2 separate regions of the Sus scrofa genome follow, and region 1 is linked to region 2. Evidence: chromatin contacts called from public Hi-C data. All regions are on one chromosome and are shown on one strand. The core of a region is the stretch at or near the end of the contact, and the rest is flanking DNA. Distances in the headings are between cores, read along the strand shown.

Region 1 (7,790 bases), core at 1,285-3,784, 270 kb after region 2:
TCTATATTTTTTTGGCAAAGTTTTGCTAAAATTAACATTTTTTATAGAATTACTATTTCAAAACAAACATTTCCCACTCTATTAATATGATGAGCTGAAATAAACGTAATATATGATAGACTTAATGATAAACTTTTTATTGGAAGAAATAAATGTTTTGTTTATGATCCGGCTCTTCAGCTGGTCACAAATACAGAGGAAGGGAGCACAAATGCCCAGTAGTTACACACAGACAATACTTACTGCTGAACCACCTGTACCACCAATGACACTGATGAGGCAATATAGGAAAATCTTCTGAGGTACTTTCAAAAAAGGCATATTTTCCCTCAGGCACAGTTTTTTTGTTTTTGTTTTTGTTTTTTAAATTAAAAGTCAACTTAGCAGCTATGCTACTTCTCAGGTCCAAACACATGATGCTTGAAAAAGAAAAAAAAAAAGAAAGAGCAGGGATGGGGGTGGGCAGCTTTCTTTAACTGAATTCTAGTAAAAGCCACACTGTCTCGGTAAGACTGGTAACCAGGCATTACCACACCAATAAAATGAAGAAAATGTTTAGCAACAGCAAGGCAATTCAGGAGGGAAGCAGCAAAAGGTTAGGGTGCCAGGGATCAGGCCTTTATGATTTGTTTCTTTTTCTGTACTTTAACCTGAATCCCTATTTTGGTGAAGATTTCCAACTACTCCAAGTTGCATAAGAAATGACACTGTGGAAAACAGCATTCATATAAAGAACTCAGAATCTCTTGGTTGCTTTGGTTAACAGTGACTGCTACTTAAGAGGTGTGTGACTGACCAGAGCTCCCGCCTGCTATGTGCTTTATGACTCACCAATGGGCTGCCGTCTTTGATGCCCCACCCCACTAGTGTTCCACTCACTTCCACTCATAAGCTGAGTGGCTCCCACTAGATCGCCATTGTTAGAGCCCTGCATTGTTAACTATCCTTTGTGTTAGCAGAGAGGATTGTTTTTGTTTTAAAGAGGAGTTACAGAAATCATTACATGAAAAGATCACACCCTTACGGTTTTAAACAAGTTAAGGCTACCTGACTAGACAAGGAATCAGGACTAGGAGAAGGTGTGTGGGCAGCACGCAATAGTTAAGGAGCCCAAGAAGGATAGACCTTTCAGCTCAATTAGCTGTTTTCCTTGTTTGTCAGATTATGTGCAAAATAAATTTTGCTATGAAAATCCACTGCCTTAAATTAAGTCATAAAAGTTACCCAGCAGAATCTATAAATTAACTAGGAACATGTATTATCTCAATATAATATGATTGTAGGCACCTGAGTGTTTGTCAAAAGTAGACCATGAGCTAAGGTTATTACCTATTGTTTTTTGGCAAGGAAGATTCATTATGAAAAAAAAAAACCTAACAACAAAACATACAATTTTAATCAAACTTTGAACACTTTCTGGGTAAATTAGTTAACCAAGGCTAACTTACACCTATATATGTATGTATTTTCCCATTTATACTTGGTAACTTGTAGCAGGAAAGACTCATAGTAGGACCCTGAATTTGGGAGAAGTAAAAAAAAATTCTGGTCAGTAAATAAAACCACCATCTCCCCCTCCATGTTATTTAGCCTTCTTTAAGTCATCACATACACACATACAGACACAAAGGAGCAGCACCAGTGCGTCCACTTGACTGCAATTTAAAAAATCAAAGATGCCATCAAAAGTTGAATAAGTCAATGAATCATAACACAGTCTCTTTTTTAGATTTACTTAACAATGTCCAGTGAAGAATATTAGTTAAAAAAAAAACAGCAGTTAAATGAGCTACTGATTAGAAAATAAGTGCATAAACAATATCAGTGTAGCAGCAAAATACAGTTATTGTTAACATTCCAATGCACCTCACTTATCGTTTTGTGCAAGAAAAATGACCACAGTCTGGCCAATTCCAGATTTTAAACTAAATTAAAACTCATACTTAACTGAGCAAATTATGAATATTTAAAAATAAATGAAGTTCACCTCTCAGAAATGATTTTTATAGACATAAATCATGTGGAAAATAAAGTACAAAATAAATATCAATGACCAAAAAATTAGAATCAAGTTCTATAGCTGAATTTGAAGTATGAGGAAAGATGATATTACAATACACGTATTTTACATTGCCTTAGGTCTCTCTTATGCTATCGAGGTAAAGCCAGCCATCTGAGATACATATTTCCTGCTATGATGTGTTTTGATTTAACTGAACTGTAGCCATTTGATTGCAGACGTTTATCTGTGACTTAGAGAAACCATAAAATGTTTTATCACACCGGAGTCTGTGCTTTGTGTTATTATTCTTCTCAACATCCTCTCATCTTCCAAAATGATGGCCATTAATCCCATCAAACATCTAACCACGGAGAAGAAAACACCGCTGGATCTTGGGCAGTATCCTGTGTGTGGCTACAAAACGTTCACCCCAGGTGTTCGTCCGCGGGAGGTGAAGACTAGGGGTAAGGAGGCTTGGAGAGACAGTGGAGAGGGGCGCACTGCGAGCTGGAATGTGGCTGCTCCTCGGGGAGAGCTACGTCAGGACTGAAAAGGAGAAACAAGCGTGTCAGCAAGAAACACACTTACAAGGGGCTAAGCTCTGTTGCAAGGGATGGACAGGCCCAGAAATCTGCACAGAAGATGGCTTAAATCTAATGCATGACAAGATAACTGCGGCTTTTCCAAAAACAAACAAAAAGCACACACACACGCACACACACACAAATGAAACGTGTTACGGAAGTGATTATGTGAACTCCGGGCTTGGAGTCATTCTTTTCAGTTTTTGCAGTCTCATCCGCCTAGGGTGTCTGATTTCTTTTGATCGGTTCTTTTCAAACTTGAATGTACATACCGGTCACCTGGAAGTGATTCTGATTCAGTAGGTCTGGCAGGAACTGAGAGTCTGCATTTCTAAAAAGCTCCTGGGGACAAAGATATGCTGGCCCCAGACTTTAAAGGATTCTATAGTTCTCCAGTAAATCTGGATTCAATAGGAGAATGAATTTGCTGTGGAAGTCTAATTTGCTCTAAGGGTTCCCCCATCTGCTTTAGCTTGGTAGTGTAAATATGACAAAAGAGTATGCATATAACAAACACCTGCTTCCAAAATGACTACTTCCGAGAGCCCCCAGTTTAAATGAACACAGAAATGTTCAGGCTCATCAATCTCTAGATGCATATTTTGAAGAACAAGGAAGAAAAATCATTGAATTTCCTAAGGTAATTCTATAAAACATCTTTGGGAAAGTCACACTAAGGGGATGTTTGTTTGTTGTTTGTTTTGTCTTTTTAGTGCCCTACCTGCGGCATATGGAGGTTCCCACGCTAGGGGTCTAATTGGAGCTGCTGCTGCCAGCCTATGCCACAGCCACAGCAAGGGCAGATCCGAGCCACACCTCAGACTACACCACAGCTCAAAGCAACACCGGATCCTTAACCCACTGAGTGAGACCAAGGATCGAACCCGCAACCTCATGCTTCATTGCTGGATTCGTTTTAGCTGCACCACGGCAGGAACTCCAGATTTTTTTTTAAATTGAAGAAGTCTGGCATTTTTCTAAAACTGCTTTTTTCCTTTATCCTAAGTTCCATAGAATTCATTTCTGACAGGAGAGTTATTTGAGAAAACTATTCAAGGTTTATTATTATTATTCATCATAGTTTTAAAAAAGCTACTACTACAGTTCAAGTCATTAAAATGAGCATTAAACACTTTTTATCTTTGTTACTGAAATTATCCTTCACATATATCTCTTGAATTTTATTTTATTTATTTTATTTTATTGGAGTATAGCTGCTTTAAAACAGTGTGTTTCAGGTGTACAACAAAGTGATTCAGTCATACATGTACTTATATTCATTCTTTTTCAGATTCTTTTCCCATATAGGTTATTACATAATATTGAATAGAGTTCTCTGTATATGCCTGCTATACAGTAGGTCCTATATGTCTTGAATTTTAAATGAAATCATAATTGTAGAAAATACTGCTCTGGTTCCGAAATTCTTTGAAGTGCCATAAATTTAGTTTAAAAGGATATATGCTCTTCTGTATTAGTTAGGACAACCAATGATAAAAATGATTTTTCCTGTCTTTTGGTGGGGGGGCATGGCCACAATATGCAGAAGTTCCAGGGCCAGGGATCGATCCCGCTCCACAGTAGTAATCAGAGTCACAGTAGTGACCATGCTGGATCCTCAACCTACTGAACCACCAGGGAACCCTTCCTACCAATTTTTAAAATGTGGTAGGTGAACATGGGAGAGCTGGAGGTTCAACGCAAGGACTAAGAAAATATTGCAGGATTCTTCTTCCAGCCAGAATCACATGGCTCAAGAAATAGAGCAGCAGACAGACTTCCCCACGGGCTAACAGTTTCTTTCTGTTAAATCTGCATGATATAAAATGGGTTTCTTTTTAGGGGACTAAATATAAATCTTGGCAAGTAGCACAGGGTGGTCCCATTGTACAAGAGGGATCAGTGTTTGAAGACCCTGTGGAGTTCAATACTTTTTTTTTTCCTTTTAAGCCCGACCTACAGCATATTGAAGTTCTGGGACTAGGGGTCAAATTGGAGCTGCAGCTGCTAGCTGATGCCACAGCCATGGCAACACCAGTTCCTAGCTGCATCTGTAAACTACACTGCAGCTTTCAGCAACACCAGGTCCTTAACCCACCGAGAGAGGCCAGGGATCAAATCCAAATTCTCATGGACACCATGTCAGGTTCATAACCCACTGAGCCACAATGTGACCTCAATACTCTTCTTGATAAAGGAAGCCAAGCATTTCTGTGTGACCAGCTGGACTGTGTAGTGATGGCTTAAACACAGGTTACAGCTCACCTGGACCCACACATTATGTTGATCATGATAATTTAAAATTTTCTTCATTATTTCTGATTTCTTAAATAGAGAGATTTTAAATATTCCATATTGTAGTATTACTATTTTCAGTTTGCATAAAATGCAACTGTACTGTGTATATTATGTGACAGAAACATATTTTTGGCATATAGATTAAGGAATCACTTCCTGAACACAAATACTGTATTTGATAAGTTTAAGTTTAGGTCAAATCATTTAAGGTACAGGATGAATTCCATTTCAGGTCCGACTGCTAAATATCTTTAGCAGCCCACTTTTTTTTTTTTTTAGGAGCCCCCTTGTTATTCAACCTTTATCATTTAAAAGCCTATGTTACATAGATAGACCATGCTGTAAACAGAAATATTAAGAAATTATTACTAAGACATAAAAATGGATATATCTTCAAAAAGTTTCTTTTTTTCCCCCCAAGTAAGCCACTACTTGATAGAACTAGAAAGGTGCTAAATATCAAACATCTGTCTATATTAAATATAAAATACAAGGCTGTAACACATTGGGCACTCCTTTCATATCATATCTCTAAACAGCCTTAATAACCGGGCTCTACAATGGAATCAGTCTGCAAAAGCATATATGGAAAAGTTCTCCATTTCCAAACGTGAGAAATGCTCTTTTCCTCAAAATGATACACCTAAAAATTTATTTTCAATATACGTTTAAGCTACAGGAAGTATAAAACAATTTTTTAAAGTGCGAAACAGAGACAGAGAACATCTGATCTGAAATCACTCGACATTCTAGGAAGGTTTTCTTTTTCATCAAATTAACTTTCCTTCTCAACTCAGGGCTAAAGAGTCAGTGGGAGTGATTTAAATATGCTCTGACTTAGTTCGTCACAGTATCACTAATGGGGGTGGGGTGGGTCTCATCAGAGCCCAGTGGTGTGTGGGGTGCCCAGGAGAAGGGGTGCAGAGTCACTGGGATCAATGGCTTTCAGGATGGGTGACCCTGGACAAGTCATTTTACATCCCCAAACCTTGGTTTCCTCTTTTTATTTGAATTTTACTTTTTAAAATTTACTTTTTATTTATTTTTTCTTTTTAGGGTCAGATCCATGTCATATGAAGTTCCCAGGCTAAGAGTCAAACTGGAGCTACAGCTGCCAGCCTACGCCACAGCCACAGCCATGCCAGATCCGAGCCACGTCTGTGACCTACACCACAGCTTGTGGCAATGCCAGATCCTTGACCTACTGACTGAGGCCAGGGATGGAACTCGCAGCCTCATAGACACTATGTCGTGTTTTTTAACCCACTGAGCCACAACAGAAACTCCCTCCTCATTTTAAAATGGGTGTAATAACTGCTTACCTAGAAGTTCCCTTTCCATTTCTTATCTAATTGAAACACTTAAAACTATGGCCTTCTCTATTCTTTGCCCAAGAACATTAGAGAGGTTATGAAAGAGAATGAAAGAGACTGTAGACCCTTGTCTTGAGAAATGGTTAGGTGCTAAGCACAGTTAGTAGTAGTAGTAACAGATAGTCAAAGCATACTCTGGGCCAGGCCTGCGCCTCACAAAACCCTCCCAGAACCCATCGCCTTCCTTCTTCTTCTTTTTTTTTGGCCACCCCGAGGCATATGGAGTTCCTGGGCCAGAGATCAGATCCAAGCTGCAGTCTCAACCTAAGCCACAGTTGTGGGGTAATGCTGGATCCTAAACCCGCTGTGCCTGGCTGGGGATCCAGTCTGCATCCCAACACTCCCAAGATGCTGCCAATCCCGCTACTCCACAGGGGGATCTCCCCCATTGCCTTTTTTATAAGTAGAGAAACAAAATCTTGGAGTTCCCATTGTGGCTCAGCAGTAGCAAACCCAACTGGTATTCATGAGGATGTGGGTTCAATCCTCGGCCTCACTCAGTGGGTTAAGGATCCAGCGTTGCCCTGAGCAGTGGTGTAGGTCACAAATGTGGCTCAGATCTGGTGTTGTTGTGGCTGTGGTGTAGGCTGGCAGCTGCTGCTCTGATTCGATGCCTAGCCTGGGAACTTCTATATGACAAGGAAGCAGCCCTAAAGAGGAAAAGAAAAAAAAAAAAAAAAGAAAGAAACAAAATCTTAGCCAGCAAACATGACTTTCTGAGATTATGCAGCTAAGACATGTTAGACATGGATTTTAAACCCAAGCAATCTAACTCCAGAGCTCACTCACGCACTGAACTTATGCTGTGTGCTTGGCACTATCCCTGGCCCAGGTGGGGTAGGGTGCTTTGTGGAGAACGGACTGTAAGTTAAAGGCCCACGCTCTTCTGCACTCTGCACATAGAATCCCACTGAGATGGGTTTGCACATTTATAATTATATTCAGTTACTTAATAGTTGAAATTACAGTTGGCTGCTGTTATAAAATGGCATTTGTATGTTAGTGGAGAACTTTGCTGAAGTAAGAACCTTGTTTCTGGAAGTGTAGGAACATCAGGCTGAGGCAGCAATCAAGAGACATTGGCTTGGGGCCTATTTAACCACTAATTTCTTCAGCTGACTTGGCATCCCACTTAAATAATTGGCTTAAAAACCACTCAGAGACCAAGTCACACTGGGACTTTGGCTGCTCTTGCGTTTCTGGGGAGCACCTGTGTCCCCCCAGCTCTCTGGCTCTAACCCGTGACCACATGTGGCCTGCCACTGACATCTACTCTCAGACATAAATGGGCCTACTCCTACCCTACAGAAGCCTTGTTCTGGTGGGAGAGCGACAGTTTATATTAAAATAAGGAGAGGGCACCACACAGGCTATAAAAGCTACAACCAGACTATAAAAACCTTGGCATCATCAGAAGCCAAATAACTGGAGATAAAGGATTACAAGAAAATGATTAGGTCCTGGCACAATGGAATAGGTGGTGTCTCTGCAGCACTAGGACAAAGGTTTGATCCCCCTCCCCCTGGCACAGTG
Region 2 (6,885 bases), core at 1,329-3,828:
GGCCAGGGATCAAACCCACATCCTCAAGGATACTAGTCAGATTCATTTCCACTGAGCCACAATGGGAACTCCAGATCTTTTCTTTTATATCCTGCCCTCCTCTCCTAATTTTGCAAACAAGTTCACTCACTGAAATAAACTCCATTTTCTCCAAGAAAAATCCTTCTTGGGAGTTCCCATTGTGGCGCAGCAGAAATGAATCTGACTAGGTAACATGAGGTTGTGGGTTTGATCCTTGACCTCACTCAGTGGGTTAAGGATCCAGTGTTGCCATGAGCTGTGGTGTAGGTTGCAGACACAGCTCAGATGCTGTGCCTTCGGTGTAGGCCGGCAGTTGTAGCTCCGATTTGACCCCTAGCCTGGCAACCTCCATATGTCGTGGGTGCAGCCCTAAAAAGCAAAACAAACAAACAAACAAACAAAAAAACTTGCTGGCTCAGATCTGAGCACTGGCCCAGGAACTCCATAAGCCACAGAGCAGCCAAAAAAAAAGAAAAATCCTTGATTTTAAACTATGTTGACACACTACAGCTGAGTCTTAATGCTTCATGCTTAAAAAGCATTGAGAATATCTTACAAGTGTATGGAAAAGTTTCTGGTCTACAGCTAGGAAACACTTCCAAATTACTACCAAAGATTTAATTTATTTCATCTCCTCTAATTCTATTTACAAAACAGATCAGTTTTGATGATAAAAGCCCAAATGTTTTAAAAATACTACCTAGGAGTTCCCATTGTGGCTCAGCAGGTTAAGAACCTGACTAGTGTCCATGAGGATGCGGGTTTGATCCCTGGCCTTGCTCAGTGGGTTGAAGATCTAGCACTGCAAAGAGCTATGTTGTAGGCCGCAAACGCAGCTCAGATCTTGCATTGCTGTGGCATAGGCCAGCAACTGCAGCTCCAGTTCGACCCCTAGCCCAGGAACTTCCATATGCCATAGGAGAAGCCCAAAATAAATAAATAAAATAAAATAAGGAAAGTAAAGCAAAGTAAAATAAAATAAAATAAATACTATCTAGCAACGCATTCAAAGTATTTATGGAGCACCTACTACATACTCCAGACTGTTCCAGGCTAGGGATAGGAACAAAGTAATGAACAAAATATACTTAAAACATTTCTCATAATTAGGCTGATGATTCATTCTCTGGTCACTATAAACATTAACATCTTTATAATTTATAATAATTTATAAAGACTACAATGTGTAGGCAGGATTCAGCAGAATGTCAACGAAGTAAATTTGTTCCTGAAATAATTTCTACTATTTAACTACCTAAAAACCCCCCACACACAGCCACCTTACAAAGGATGGCTATGGTTTCCAAGGTTTCCAGTGTCTGGACATACCCCATTATATTTTGAACATTAAATTTCCTCTCAAAATATGTATACTGTATATTTTTAAATTGTAGCAAGATGTAGCGATGCACCTCCTAGAAAGAGAGGAAACTGTCCCCTTCCCAATAGAAAAATCATTAAAAAATGAAAGCACTTAATACAGTAAGCTCTTAAAATGCGTTTCCCCAATAAAAACGGCCTATAGTTGATTTCTCTTCAACCAAGAAAAGCAGGAGGCAGAGAAAATGAAACATACACTTCTCTGGCATTCTAGAAATAGCATTTATTTCCTCAACATTTCTGCATGTAAAAATGTGCTATCTATAAGAAAAACAACATCAAAAGACCAGAGAACCTTGATGCTCAATTTAGATGGAAGACAAAAACCACACAGCCTACGCAGAAAAACGGGATAACCCTTCCTAATACCCACAAACTCCAAGTACAAGTTGGTTTGGGTCTTTCTGTTTGTTTGTTTTTAACTGCTTCTGGAAACCTGAATTACACTGCAAGAAAACACTCAGGTGCCACACAAACGGCCTTCTCGGTCCGGGCCCCGCGGTTCCAAAACTGACTCCACAGCCCCTGAGGGAGGGAAATACCCCAACGCCCTGAAACCAAACCACAAGGGACTGCCAGGTCCCGCGTGCACAATGTGGCCTCGCGTGCCCCGCGCGTCCCCCAGGTGCCCTTGGAAGCAGCGGCCCGCGGGCGAAGCCGCGCCCGGTCCCCGCTGACTCCAGTTCCGCCTGCAGGTCCGTCCCTCCCCCATCCCGCCCCCGAGACCCGCGGGACCCGCCGCGCCGGCTCCGCCCCTCGCCTCCCGGCCAGGCCCTGGACTCCAAGCCCTGGGGCACTGCAGCCCCGGGTGCCCAGGCGCGGCGGCACAGGCCGCGAAGGCCAGCCTGGGAGCCAGCGCTGCCGCAGCCCCGTCCAGGCCCGTACCCCAGGTTCTGGCCTGGGCAGAGGCCGCCTTCGTCCCTCACCTGCGTTCCCACCACTACGATCTGAGGCAACTGGATGATGTCAGCGCCCACAGTGTTGAAGACGTCCTGCAGCTTGTTGATAACAGGAATTAGTGCCTCCATGACTCGGAAAACACGGGACCCCCGCCCGGCCGGCCGCGGCAATGAATGGGGCCGGGGCCCAGAGTCCTCCTTCCTCCTCTCCTCCGCCCTCTCCTCCGGAGCCGGCACCCATTGGACCCCGCCCGCCAGCTACCTGCCCCCTCCCGACAGACAATGCGCCAAGGGGGCGGTGCAGAGAAACAAAGGCTGCCGGGAGTTGTAGTTCTATCACGGAGGACTGCTGGAGCCTACAACTTCCAGAACGCTGCGCGAAGCTGGAGGGACTTGAGCTGGGAGAGAAGGGCCCTTGGGGCCAGGATGCTTGGCTGACTTCTGTCAAAAGATTAGGGAGCTAGGCTCAGAGAGTCGGCAGGAAGAGATATATTTATGCCTGTCCTCGGAGCAAAATGGGTGTGAAAATTCCGGGCACGAATACGTACTAAGTATAGCTGAGTCTCTTGTTTATCCAGCACGTCTTTTCCTAATAAGGATGCTTTTTCGTGTGTGTGTGTGTGTGTGTGTGTGTGTGTGTGTGTGTGTGTGTGTGTGTGTGTGTGTGTGTTGGGGGGAGGGAGGATTTGAAAGGCTTAAAGAATAGCTCTTAGCCTCAGATACCCCAGACCAGGTTGGAACACAAGGATTCTCCAGGATATTTGTTGAAATGTATTCAGAAAGAATCTGAAAGTGTCAGAGTTTTAGAGGGGAAGGGCTGAGCTCTCATTCTCTATATTCTGTATAAATCTTTATTCACTGTGGCCTGATTCTTAGCAAAGTGGAGATCTGATACCTGCCTTACTGGCTGTTTGCTAAGTGTCTTCTGTTCTATTCCTAAATGTTTTTCTTGTAAAACAGGTATCTCTCATTTATTGTAAACCTTTGAAGTTTCCTCTCTCAAAAAAAAAAAAAAAAAGGTGACATCGGAGCAAAGACCCAAGGTAGGTGAGGAGAAAGACTACTTGCCCACTTCATTTTTCTACATAGCATGTATCCCCATCTAACATGCTACATATGCTACATACTGACCTTGTTTACTATCTCTCTCCTCTAGATTATTAGCTCCTAAAGACCAAGGACTTTTGACTGTTTAATTCACTGATACATCCGTAGCCCCTGGAAGGTGACAAACAGGATATTCCCAATCGTAGTACCCTCTTAGTTTACAGTCTAATAGAGGGTGATGCCATTATAGACAAATAGGTTAAGTGCTTTAACTGGGTATTATGAAATACTTTTTCTAGCCCGAAGGGGAAGTGAAAGTTCATGCAAGACTTCCTAAAAGTCACTAGATATAATCTCCTTTAGAGCAAGGACCACCTCCAGTAGTGGAAGTTGTGCTTCAGTGGTTAATAGAACTTTAGGTACCCCTAACCTGCACAGCCATACACGGTAGCCCCGGGGAAGGGCATGCTTGATTTGTTCAGCAGGACACATGGTACTTAATAAATACTTTGAACAAATGAATTAAATATCATCTAAGCGAAGACCTAAAGGTCCACTAGTGGTGTTTCTGGCATCAAGTCTCAGGAACATTTCTTCTAATTCTTTTTTTGTTGTTGTTTTTGCTTTTTAGAGCCACACCCGCAGCATATGGATGTTCTCAGGCTAGGGGTCTAATCAGAGCTGTAGCCAACAGCCTACGGCACAGCCATGGCAACGCCAGATCCAAGCTGTGTCTGCGACCTACACCACAGCTCAGGGCAGTGCCAGATCCTTAACCCACTGAGGGAGGCCATGGGTTGAATCTGCAACCTCATGGTTACTAGTTGGATTCATTTTTGCTGCACCACTACAGGAACTCCCCTAATTCTTTTTTTATTTTCAGAGACATAATGAGACAAAAATTTCAGAACTCCAAAAATAGAAAGCAGACCAAAGAGATATATTCCAAGTCCTTTTATTTTCTACCAAAGATAATATTATATAACAGCCAGATGTTACCCACTTTGTTTCTCAGTCCTCTGTTGATGGAGCTTTTGTTCCCTTCTTTTTCTCTGAGAAGTCAAAGAAGAAAAGGCAGACGAATGGAGAGGGTAGGCTCACAGTGAAGCTTAAAATGCATAACCAGTAACTGCTTCACAGGGGCAGGGTGCCCTGGGGCAACAACAATGCAACAACAATTCTTTTTCCCTAATTCGTGGCACCAAAAGACATAGTCTTTTTTTATTTGCTAATTGCGAAATTTAAAGAGCAAGAATACATATACTCCCAAAAAAAGATGTATCATGAATTTCGTATGGCATTATGTACTTCCATTTAAATTGTGAAATACCTGTTCGGATGGAACATACAAAGCCTTGTATTAACATGCCTCAGTAACAGTATGGACAGCTTTTTAATTCCGTATTTTTTAGAAGGAAGAATGATGAAATGGCCAGTGCTCAAAAGTCCTCCTACCCCACCGTCAGCTAGGTTAAAGCAGGATTGTCCAATACTTGTTTAGATTCTAGAGCCCTGAATTCATTGTACACAGAGGAAAAAAAAAAAAAGTGTTTGAGGCTGCATAAACAGAAGTGGTGAGGCCTTGAAAAAGAGTGGCTCTAAGTTGATGACATTTTTTTTTAAAAAAACCCAAGGCAAGTTACTCTACGTGCAGTGTGTCTCACTGGAAACAAGCAAAGCAAATCTATTTGAGTTTTCACATTTTAATTTCAGAGCACTCTTGCTTGTGGGAAAGCCACTTAGCCAATAAGTACGTCTTTCCTCATCTAAAGTAAGATAATGATCATGTTAAGCCACTGTCTTCAAAGGCTTTACCAGGACTTAGAGGAGTTCCCAGACCGGGGTGGAATCCGAATGGCAGCTGCAACCTTCCCCACAGCTGACACAATACACTGGGCCAGAGATGGAACCTGTGCTGCACAGAGACAATGCTGGATCTTTAACTTACTGCACCACAGCAGTAACTCATCTCCAAAGGCTTTTTTAAAAAATTCTTCTCCTTCAGCCATCCCCCTCCTTCACTGTAGGTTTATGATTAGGGAGAACAGCTTAGTTGCAAGTCACAGAAATTTAACTCAAACTAACTGGCTCAGAAAGAGGAATTAACTAACTTGTATAACCAAAGGGCTGGCATGGCCTTAGCCTCAAAATATAACTGGAACCAGGGGATCAAGCAGCATCAGACTCTCTGCCTCTCATCCCTGTTTTCTCTGCATCATCTGCTTCATTCTCTCAAACCAATTTATTCTTGTGAATTAGGAGGGTGGCCAGTGGGGGAGGCTGGGGTAGGTACATCTCATTGAGCAAGCTGCCTCAGGGCAGATGAAGCTGAAGGAACCTGGGGAGGAACTGAAACTAGGTTTCCACCCTGTTTCCCTGGTGTATAAGTTTCCTATTGCTGCCTTAACAAATTACCACAGACTTAGTGGCTTAAAACAACAAAAATGTATCAGCTTACAGCTCGGTGGGTCAGAAGTCCAACACGGATCGCATGGGGCTAAAATCATAGTCTCATCAGGTTGCCTTTCTTTCTCTAGCGGTTTTGCAAGGGTCGATCTCCTTGCCTTTTCCAGATTTGAGATCTATTCTATTCCCAGCTGTTGACCCTCTTCCAGCATCCCCAAAGCTAGCAATGTCACATCTCTTTGACCCTTCTTCTGTCATTGCATGTCTCTCTGACCACAGCTAGGAAAGGTTCTCTGCTTCTTAGGAACTCATGATTATACTGGCCCACCTAGATATCCTAGGAAAATCTCCCCGTCGTGAAGTCTGTATCTTTCATCATATCTGCAAGGTCCCTTTTGCCATTTAAACTACACAGGTTCCATGGTTTAGGGTATGGACATGTTCGAGGGGCCATTATTCTATCACATCACGTTAAGGTGATTGGTCTAGGGATGGACCTGATGCAAACAGGGCCTTTGAGAAGACATCTCTGATCATTCTTAAACTTGAGTTAACCAGGTAATTTATCCTCTCTCCCTCCTCACCCCCCTCTCACTATAGAACTGTAAGTATGTCAATCACTGACTCCAGAGATCATGTTTTTCCTACCACATGGAATAAACTGGTCTTGGAGAATAAAGTAGAATCCTCATTCACTGAAAAAAAAAAATCCCCAAATCCAGTAATTGTCCCATACTTCTAAATGTACATATATAGGTCATAATCTAGGAATTCTAATCCCCATTGCTAATCACTCCCTCTTTTCCTTGTTGCCCTTTACACAAAATATTATTAAACTATTATTGAGTGTGTACTGTATGTAAGGCACTTTGCTAAGCATTTTACAATGTAGAAACTTAGCCTCCAAGTGTTTAAATAAAGTAGTATGGGAGTTCCCATTGTGGCTCAGCAGTAAGGAACCCAACTAATATCCATGAGGATGCAGGTTTGATCATTGGCCCCACTCAGTGGGTTAAGGATCTGGTGTTGCCATGAGCTGTGGTGTAGGTTGTAGACACAGCTCGGGTCCTGCATTGCTGTGGTTCTGGCTGTGGCATAGGCCAGCGGCTACAGCTCCGATTCAACCACTAGC

What was found. A called contact is a pair of places that touch in the nucleus more often than the background predicts.
Region 1: a contact with region 2 is called in a Hi-C map of epiblast stem cells, with 1.8 times the contacts expected there. A contact is called at or near these places in 3 of 5 promoter capture datasets (fetal liver, fetal skeletal muscle and liver), 25 of 47 Hi-C or Micro-C datasets (adipocytes, alveolar macrophages, embryonic fibroblasts and 15 more) and 2 of 2 datasets of targeted methods (alveolar macrophages and skeletal muscle).

The regions. Positions count from the first base shown.
Region 1 is chr5:41,901,152-41,908,941 of Sscrofa11.1, forward strand. It overlaps BICD1 (protein bicaudal D homolog 1), which reads right to left. Exons shown (of 9, transcript XM_003481668.4): 9 at 1-2,548. Among named protein-coding and RNA genes, the nearest start is that of FGD4, 26 kb to the left of the region's middle.
Region 2 is chr5:41,633,480-41,640,364 of Sscrofa11.1, forward strand. It overlaps DNM1L (dynamin-1-like protein), which reads right to left and starts at 2,579. Exons shown (of 19, transcript XM_021092060.1): 1 at 2,328-2,579. The coding sequence starts at 2,429.